Linked DNA regions of Mus musculus: all the other regions are linked to region 1. The links are chromatin contacts, called in public HiChIP or PLAC-seq maps. All regions are on one chromosome and are shown on one strand. Each heading gives the region's core, a stretch centred on a gene start, on an enhancer-like site or on the middle of the called end of the contact. The rest is flanking DNA. Distances are from core to core; before and after follow the strand shown.

Region 1 (2,997 bases), core at 235-2,734:
CCAGGATTCAATATTAAACCAACACCGTTTCACAGTTCGAAAATAGGACACGAAGAAGACGGAAGGGGCATGGTAAAGAAAGAGCGGTATTACATTCTCCTTCTTGGCTACGGACAAAACAAAAATGGACGGCAACAGAATAAAAAATCGTTAAAGTGATATTTGAAGAGTCACCAACAGTGGCTAACCAGCTGCTGGTTTACCAAGAATGAAATAGCCTATTGAGGGAACTTTAAAAGCCCTCAATTAATATGTTGAGCATGTATAAGATCCACAAAGAACTCACTGTATTTCCCACTTCCCCCCAGACATCCCCAGTACTCACAACTCCCCGAACCACCACCTTTCTTTTCTGTCAGGTGTGGGGTGGGGGAAAGATCAGAGCTACACAATAACTGGTTAACCTCTTCAAAACTGCGACAGCACCGGTCTTCACAATTAAAGGACAAAAACAAACACAAATAAAAAGGGTGACTTCATTAATGAGGGGATAAATTACCAATGACTTCTTCACTCTCTTTAGCTTATTACCCCCCAAACAAAACAAATATAATCCACATGTTAAAATCTCTTGTCTTCTTTCTTTGTTTTTGGTATGACGTTCTTTATTATGATTTTTTTTAAGTGTTGGTATTTGTAGAAGCTCCTGCCACTGTGTTCCCCAAAGAGCTACTAGTCTCAGCCCACTGGAGTTTATATTCCTTTAATTGTCTAGTGCAGGGACATTGCTGCCGATCTTAAAAATATACCGCTCTGCAGGAATTAGAGGAATCCAAGGTTGTATCCAACTTCAAAGGTTTCCAAGTCATAATGATTTTAGAAAGGCAGAAGACACATCATGGAAGGAACAAGCCCCCGTTTGAAGATAAGCATCATAGGGAATCTCTTTTTCCTTCCCTGTCTTCCCAACTTTGTGCTCCTCTCGGCTCTGGGTGCCCCCTCGCTAACGTAGTTTAATGATATGCAAATGAAATATGCATAAAACCATCCTACTGTATGATGATTAAACACTGGAGACATTAACAGCGGAGGCTTTACTCTGTATAATAATCCTTCCCGACCATCCACTTCGATTGCGGAGTTATGGAAACCCATAGCAGTTGGCAGAGAGAGGGGAAAGAGAGAAGGAAGAAGAGATGCAGGGGCACATCTCCCACTCGGTGCTTCTCCCACTCCCAAGGAGCTCCCCCAACCTTTGTACTGCACTAGTGCTGTCTTTTGTAATCCATCCATGCAGTCGCACCAGAGCGATTAACGGGGGGAAAAAACCTCTTTTCTCTTAATGTTTCAAAGCTCATTAGCCAAACGATTATTCCTCATTAACAGCGAAAGCTTATTCATTAAAAGGAAGGATATGCCCAAAAGATGCCAGCGCAGTTAATCCTGAGTCCCGTAACTGGACTGTAAATCCCAAACTACTTGTATATTCCATGCGAAAGGGGCACGCGCCAATCCACAATTAAAAGAAAAAAAAAAAAAGAAAAAGAACAAAAATGAAAACAGTTTGTGTGTTTTGTAAAATCCACAAGAGCAGCAATTAATATTCCCATTGAATTGACTTTAATTTTTGTGTGTGTGTCTCCCTTTTGTTTCCAGCGCCTGCCCCTGGCTCAGCGCCCGGTGCCAACAGAACACCTTCAGGATTCACAGCAACGCAGAAACCGTGAGTACCAGCCGCTTCCCTCAGACCCTTTTGCAGGATGTCTTTTTTTTTTTTTTTTTTCCTTAAGCACCTAAAACATAGAGACAAGGCTCTTTTCCCTTCTGCTCCTCAGCATCATGCCACCAGGGTTTGCCTGGTAGCCCCTTCCAAATCTCTCTGCCTTCAAGTTTGTACTTGTGTGTGTGGCATCCCTCCTCCTCCTCCTCCTCCTCCTCCTCCTCCTCCTCCTCCACTCCCATAGTGGATCTTGTAAAGGGGCTTCAGACGACCCCATTCATCTCCCCGGTGATAGCAGCGAATGTAGATAAATCTCTGGCTGCCTGCTTGCTGCTCCAGTATGATTTTTATTTTGTCTTCTGTGTGTACCTGGGTTAGAGAGTGGGATGCATACACACACACATACAAGTACATACTCAGATCTCCCAGTCTTTCCTCTGCCATCCTCTCCCACTTCTCAGACATGCATACACCACCCCACACACGTGTAAGTGCAAACCATATACACCTATATACGTACCCATACCTATAGCATGAAAATATATACATAGCTAAGCATTCAGTTTGTCAGAGAGTCTGTGTATTTGTATACACGCAGAGCCTTACACACATCTCTATATGCACTCGATGGTTGCCTGTTTTCACGTCTACCCATCTAGATAGCTCCTTTTAAACATTCCCTCTTTTCTCTCAGCAGAGGCTGTGTGCCATTTCCATCCAGGATTGGGAAAGCAGTATTCCTTCCTTAGAATTTCTATCTGTAGACCTTTATGTTTCCTTCTCTGCCTTCTTCGGAGCTATAAAATTGGCATCTTTCCCTGAGGTTTTCCGAATGGCAAGTGGTACCGGCTGTGGCATGCATTCATGCCGATTCCTCAGGCATTTCTCTTCCGATGTCTGCCTTTCCTCTTTGTTGTTGACTTGGCTGAACGGTGTGTTGTTGTTGTTGTTTTTTTAAGTTAATTATAAACGAAGTTGAGTAGCAAATAAGCCAGTAGCTTGCCCTCTCAAAAAAAAATTAATGAAAAAACAAAAATAGCCCACACAAGTGCCTTCTGCTGCAACAGATGCCCACATCACCCTTGGCATGGGCAACGGACAAACAGTTTGGGTGGTTGATGATTTTCTCTGACTGTCGCTGTATCTGTTGTTTGTTTTCCTTGTTTCTTTTTGATTTTTCAAGATGTCCAGGACCCCGGCCTCTGCTTGGAACGGAATGGTGTCATGGCGGAGACAACGGCCTTTGTCTTGCTGGGTGTGAAAACATCCGCCGTGCTGGCTCTTCCACTGCGGCAGAATCAAGTTTAAATGAAAAAAGTGATTAAAGTCAGCTTTGT
Region 2 (2,997 bases), core at 185-2,684, 940 kb before region 1:
TATCCTAGTCCACCCTGGACACCTCCCTTTGACAAGCCTGTTGCATCTCCTATGCATTTCTGCCTACCTCTGAGAGCCCTTAGCCATCCAGGGTACCCTTGTGCATCCCTTGTCAGCCCACCGGTCTCCTTCTGGGTGGTGGCAGTCCACTTGTAGCTTCTTTGGTGGCTTGATCTTACCCAGCTGGCTCACAGGTAAGGATTACCTTTTTCAAGGACTTATCTAATCAAGGAGTGGGGCTGGGTGATGAATAGGATGGGGGCCTCTGCTCTGTATCCTTAAGCACTTGAAGAATGGTCCACAGATAAGGACCTCACCGATTCTTTGGGTTAGAGAGGCCTTCCTTTCTTACCTCGAAGGTGTTGGTGTCACTTGCTTTCTAACATACTGACATATAGGTGCTTCTTTCATTCCCCTCCTGTCTATCTGATCAAGCCAGAAAGGAGAATACTGCTGTCAAGTTCTGTAGATAAGTCTTAACTGACTCTGTAGAAGCTCAGACCAAGTGGAAAGCTATGGATTTGTAACCAGGGCCCTTTTGACAGATACCCTTATCTCCTATATTCCTTCTCCCGTCTCTCATAGCCATGTAATACTTTTCATTATTGGGGACATGGTGGCCACACATAAGGACTACTTGTCCCACTCTGCTTTGCAGCTAAATGGGAGTACGCAAATATGCATGGACCTTTCCTGAGCTGTGTGTGTTAGTGTGTCCCTTCTTTGTTTCTTCTCTTTTGCTGCTTGGGAGTCAGGGGCAGTCATCTTGGACCATGACGATAGGGATGCCTTAAGGGTGTGGAAGGCACTTAAACTTCGGAGATTCAGGATGTGCACAATCATGAACTGTGCTGCTACTTTGGAAACTAGACTTGCTCGGGGCCTAAATCTAATCCTTAATGATTTGCCACCAATGTTTTCTTTTCCACAACCCCAGATATCATTTCATTTCATTTCATTTGCTTTGTGTGTGTGTGTGTGTGTGTGTGTGTGTGTGTGTGTGTGTGTGTGTGTGTGTTGTTTTCCAAATTACAATACAAGGTTCTGAGATAAGAAACACAGGGCTAAACATGGAGGGAATCATTCCAGGTCTACCTCACAGGACGAAGACTCTGCTCATCACCTGCTGATCCCCATTCCAACCGGAAGGAAAACACTGAAGACATCTCAGCTCTCAGCTCCTAAATTCAGTGCTTGCTCTTCGTCTACTGAGAGGCTGATTGCTTTGTGCTGTACCCTGGGATGCCTGCTGTTTTATCATGGCACAGGCTAGGGAGACGGAGAACAGCTATTCAGAGCACAGCAGTCAGAGAAAATTCCAGGAAGCATTCTCTCTGTGCTCCTCACCAGCATCAAGACCGTTCATGTTTTGCCCTAGCCCAAGCTGAGGACGTACCCAAGGCCAAGAGCAGTGTGGAGCAAGACAGACGCTGGCCCTCTTGGGCACATCCACACCCAGCCCTACCTGCTCTGTGACCATCAGACTGCCTGCTCCTACCTTGCTTTCACCACCCCTGTCATGTTGCTTACCCAGTGGCCTTTGCCACTAAGGAACCTAAACAAAGCCAACTGACTAGTGGCCTTTCAGGGATTAGGGACACAGAAGCGAAGAAACTTTTCTGTCCAGACAAAGGGAAGATAAGGAAAGATGGAACTAGGGGTGGGCCTGGGACTAGGTTGGACCCCCAAGCTCCCCAGTGTGACCAAGCCTCAGCACAGCTGTGACATTAGCAGCCATCGTTTGGAGGCCCAAAGATAATTCTTCAGATCAAAGCGGCCCCGTCTTTAGACAATTAGAGTGAAATTGAAGCTCTCCTCCAAAAGAAACACATGCTCTTGTTATGTTTCCCCTCCCCCCACCCCTGCCTTATTTGATTCTTTATGAACAAATTGGTTTTCAGGGCTATAGAAAGGACCAATTGGAAGCTTAAATTCTTGCTCTCTGCCCCCAGGGTGGATTCACGGGGGTGAACACGTTAGATCTGAAAGCTGACTTCTTCTTCTCTCTCTCTCTCTTTTTTTCCTTCTTCTCTTTTTTAAATTGGTATCTAAGAATAAAAGAGGACCACGTAGGCAAAGCTGATCAGGCCGAATAAAGTCTCCTTTTAAGCGGAAACCACCCCTCCCCCTACCTTCCCTCCAGAAAAGCCAGACTGTAATTGCTTGCAATCACTCCACACAAATTGTCTGCTCGTGTTTGCTTTTTAATTTTGTATAATCTGGTCCATTTCGCTCTCTCTGCCTTTGAGCTTAACCTTCCTCTTTCTCCCTTCCTCTTATTCGGAGTCAGAGTCAGCCAGTCTCTCTCTCTCTCTCTCTCTCCCTCCCTCCCTCCCTCCCTCTCCTTCCCTCCTTCCTTCCCTCCCTCCTCTCTTCTCCCTTCTTCCTTTAATTCTTCAAGACTATTTTTAAATTATTACTAATTTTCAATGATAGTTGATGGCTCTTCCTAAGCAAAGGCACTTAGAGAAAAAAACAAAAAAAAACAAAAAACAAAAAACAAAAAAAAACAACCACAGGTGTACTGGATGCAATGGGTCTATCCTGTGTCATCATAAATGTTTATTTCTCTGCCCAAAGTAATATAATGCATTAATACTGTTTCTTGACGTGTTGAATATATTTTAATAACTAAACGACTGACCCCAGAGTAGGGAAAAATGAACCAGAACCATAAAGATGATTGTTCAGAGTGGCAAAGCACCATTGTCTGGGGGTTGCTTAGCAGGTACGTGGTTCCCAGCATCACTGGCTTCATCTGCTGTCTTAGCAATGGTGTTCTTTGTATTTGGGGTAATATGCTGTCCACTCCATCCAAGGCTTCCTTCGTTCTACGCCCGTGTTTCATTCACATGGGGGTGAGGAATCTAAAGGAGATGCACCAACTGAAGTTTCTTACTTTCCAATAGAGTTTTTAAAAAAAAAAAAAATGAGGGGGGCGGTATAAGAGAGTAAGAGGAGCCTAGGATAGAGGCAAGACTAGAGGGGAACCTCCCC
Region 3 (2,997 bases), core at 161-2,660, 790 kb before region 1:
TAACTGATGAACTCCATGACCAGCAAGAAGAAATAAGAACATGGAAATCTGTTTGAACAAATCCAACGGGTGTGAGCAGGGTGGGACATACCTGGGACCCTGAGATTGATCGCCCTCTAGCCCTTCAGGAGAGACAAAGCGAGACAATAGACACACCCAGCAAGTCCATTGTCCTAGTGTCTGTCTTTAATTATCTCCCTCCACTTCCTCAAATCACATTCATAAATATTTAATAATGACCCAGCCTCTCCCCCAACCCCAGCGTTCACATACTCTTGGGCCCCTTTATGAAATGATCCTGTTAGCTGAACTTATCTCCAGCCTCCCACAAACTCATAAGCTCTTTCCTGTTCCAAGCCCATCGGCAGATTTCTACTGGGTCATGCATCTTAAAGGAGCCCCTTCAATAACAGCCATGGCAGCTCCCATCTATCAAACACTGACATTTGTCCCTGTCACACTTCCCACACAATACTCAAGGCAGTAGGTTCCTGACACATTTGTGAATCATTGTCCCGACCGCATTAGCCACTCACAAACATGCTTATGGCGTTGCCCTCTACCTTGGCTTGCCATCAATTGAATTCCCCCTTCATTGTCCCTATTTTGCAAAGCTTTAACTGGCATCACCCCCAATAACTAATTCCATTAAGTCACACAGGTTAGTTATGACGGACACTTCATTCACTACCTCTACTTGCCTTTCTCCTCTCCCAACTCCCTAGGCCACCCAGGCTATTTCCCTGGCCCATCAGTCGGAGGCTCAAAACTCTTTCTCTCCCCCCCCCTCCAGCCCCTGAATGTGGGGCTCCTTCCGCTCGTGAGTGCCTGCTTAGGGTGACCCTACTTGATCCCTGTTACATTCCTCTGGGCTTGTCAAAGGTTTGCATTGTGTCCCTGAGTAGCTGGAGCATGCCATGAGGAGTGAGCACGGCCCAGTCCTAATCAGGACAACCTCAGCCCCGTGAAAGATGAATAATAGCGACGGCTTCAGCCCATCGTCCCAGAAGAGCCCACTGAGGACGTTTGTTTTGGGATAATGAATATGGAAATTGGGATTCCATAATAAACTGCAAGCAGTCTTTCAACTCACTCGTGCCGAAAATTCACACTCGCCTTTCCTATAACTTGTCACTTGTGTTTTTATTGTTCGATATGTAAACAAGGCCGGGAAAGCCTTTGTTCCTTGATGCCTACTTAGATTTGCCCATTAATCCCAACCCCCCTCCCTTACCCACCAAGGCATGCAGGATTACACAAAGCAAAAGTCATTAATTTTTATCTCTGACTATCTGTGGGGTTTTTAATGTGGCCTGGCTTGCTTATGCACCACCAATTACATGTCATAAGTGCTTGTAGATGCTGGAGCGGTATCATGGGCTGATGAATCACTGCCTCCTCCGCTGATTAGTATGCAAGGGGCCCTGTTCCTCTTTGAGCAGCTGGCATGCCAATGAGGATCTGGCTCGGCCGGTCAAGGCATCTGGACATGAATTCAATATGGATTGCTTTAATTAAATGGCTAAGCGCACAAGATGCTAAGAAACAACTCCATCATTGAGGGGAAACTTGAAAATATAGTCGACACAAGCAAAGCTGGGTAGAAAGAGTGGGGAAAGCTTCCATCTGCACGGTTGGTCCGCTCTACCTAAAATCCTGGGGAACTCCTGAAGCTCTCCCTTGCAAAGTGCAAAGCGCTTGCTAAAAGCAGGGTGAATCGTGGAATCTGCGGTGTACCATCTGAGATGAGTCCCGTTCATCATCCTTAAATCTAGAAATCAAAACAGAAGAGTAAAAAAACCTCCTTTTCTGCCCTTTGGGAAAGGGTTTATTTAAATTATACACTTGTTCAGAAACTCAATAAAGCTGACTCTAAGCAAGAAGAGTCAATGTTAGCTGGCCAAGGAAGTTCACGTTCACCTCTCAACCACAGTTCTGGCAGATAATGAACTAACATGGGCATCGCAAGCATGAGGAAGCCAGAGAGGTGCATCTGTGTGCTGATTCACCATGGAGGAGAGGGGAAAGCAACATGGATTTGCACTTGGGAAGGGCTTTTGAACACATCACAAATATAAAGCATCTGTCAGCCTGGATTTGCTTTCAGCATCTCTCCTGTTGTTAGTAAAGGAACAAAAGTCATCTTTTCATACAGACTAGATAGTTTCTCATTACCCGCATTTTATACCCATGAGCATTTGTCTTTAGTAGTATTGCGAGTCTCCTCTTCTATACTCTGTTTTATGTATGTGGTTGATTGTGTTTCACCGTGCCCCAGGTCGGGTGACAACACTGTGGATTTAGACATATCAAAATTGTTATCCCAGGCTTTAAAAAGGCCAGCTATGTGGTCTGAAACCCTTTCTCTATATCTAAAACAAGGATAAGAATAATACCCAGGTCATCACCTTTTTGCAGTGACTTTGCAGATTGTAGTCAGAAGTAGGATGCAGTTTTACTGATGGAATACAGAGAATGCTGCTCTTGGAATTGGTAATGTTTACCTACATACTCCAGAAGACATGGAGGAAAGACATTTAAAGTGGGTTCCTATGTATTTACCACCTCTCCAAGCTTCTAGTTTGTACTCCTGATCAAATATCTAGTGTCATCCATTAACAGCAATATATACTAAAGATGAGTCTATGGTTATGTTTTTAATGTATTGTTAAGATGCCATTGTTTAAGAGACCCCGAAGCATTCCACCTTTACAAGTAAAATTTTAGCATATGGAGGTGACAAACCAGGCTCAGCATCCCAGATGGACTCTGTCCCTTTCCATAGGAGAGGAACCTTGATGCTGTGTCTATGCTCAGCCTATCCCTGAACAGTCTACTCTTTGGGGTCTTATAAATCTGGGAAGAACTAGAATATTCCATGCTAGCAAGAACGTTAGTTTCTAAGGGATAACAGACAGAAAAACATCTATCCATTCACACAAAACTCAGGTAAGCCACGTCTGAAAAATATGTAGAACAGCCCTGCTTATCCCTGAT

What was found. HiChIP or PLAC-seq counts read pairs in DNA pulled down with a chosen protein or histone mark.
Region 2: a contact with region 1 is called in an H3K4me3 HiChIP or PLAC-seq map of embryonic forebrain, with 6 times the contacts expected there. The contact joins the enhancer-like site here to the promoter of 4922502B01Rik in region 1. A contact is called at or near these places in 3 of 39 promoter capture datasets (frontonasal cranial neural crest and liver) and 2 of 115 datasets of contacts at active chromatin or transcription factors (astrocytes and embryonic forebrain).
Region 3: a contact with region 1 is called in an H3K4me3 HiChIP or PLAC-seq map of embryonic forebrain, with 5 times the contacts expected there. The contact joins the enhancer-like site here to the promoter of 4922502B01Rik in region 1. A contact is called at or near these places in 6 of 39 promoter capture datasets (the 3T3-L1 cell line, the HPC-7 cell line, embryonic stem cells and 1 more), 4 of 115 datasets of contacts at active chromatin or transcription factors (astrocytes, embryonic forebrain, forebrain and 1 more) and 2 of 9 other capture datasets (embryonic stem cells and embryonic tail).

What each region holds. Positions count from the first base shown.
Region 1 is chr8:109,248,261-109,251,257 of GRCm38.p6, forward strand. It overlaps 4922502B01Rik (RIKEN cDNA 4922502B01 gene), which reads right to left and starts at 1,485. Exons shown (of 5, transcript NR_151498.1): 1 at 500-1,485. D030068K23Rik (RIKEN cDNA D030068K23 gene) reads left to right here. Exons shown (of 10, transcript NR_126329.1): 9 at 1,597-1,663; 10 at 2,844-2,997.
Region 2 is chr8:108,313,112-108,316,108 of GRCm38.p6, forward strand. It overlaps a transcript of Zfhx3 not described here. Among named protein-coding and RNA genes, the nearest start is that of Gm34675, 4.9 kb to the left of the region's middle. Within about 2 kb of position 1,435, at least 7 of the 459 cell types and tissues checked have an H3K27ac peak or open chromatin away from gene starts, as enhancers often do. A contact at or near this core is called in embryonic forebrain, where this site is marked.
Region 3 is chr8:108,453,806-108,456,802 of GRCm38.p6, forward strand. It overlaps a transcript of Zfhx3 not described here. Among named protein-coding and RNA genes, the nearest start is that of Gm39243, 17 kb to the right of the region's middle. Within about 2 kb of position 1,411, at least 25 of the 459 cell types and tissues checked have an H3K27ac peak or open chromatin away from gene starts, as enhancers often do. A contact at or near this core is called in embryonic forebrain, where this site is marked.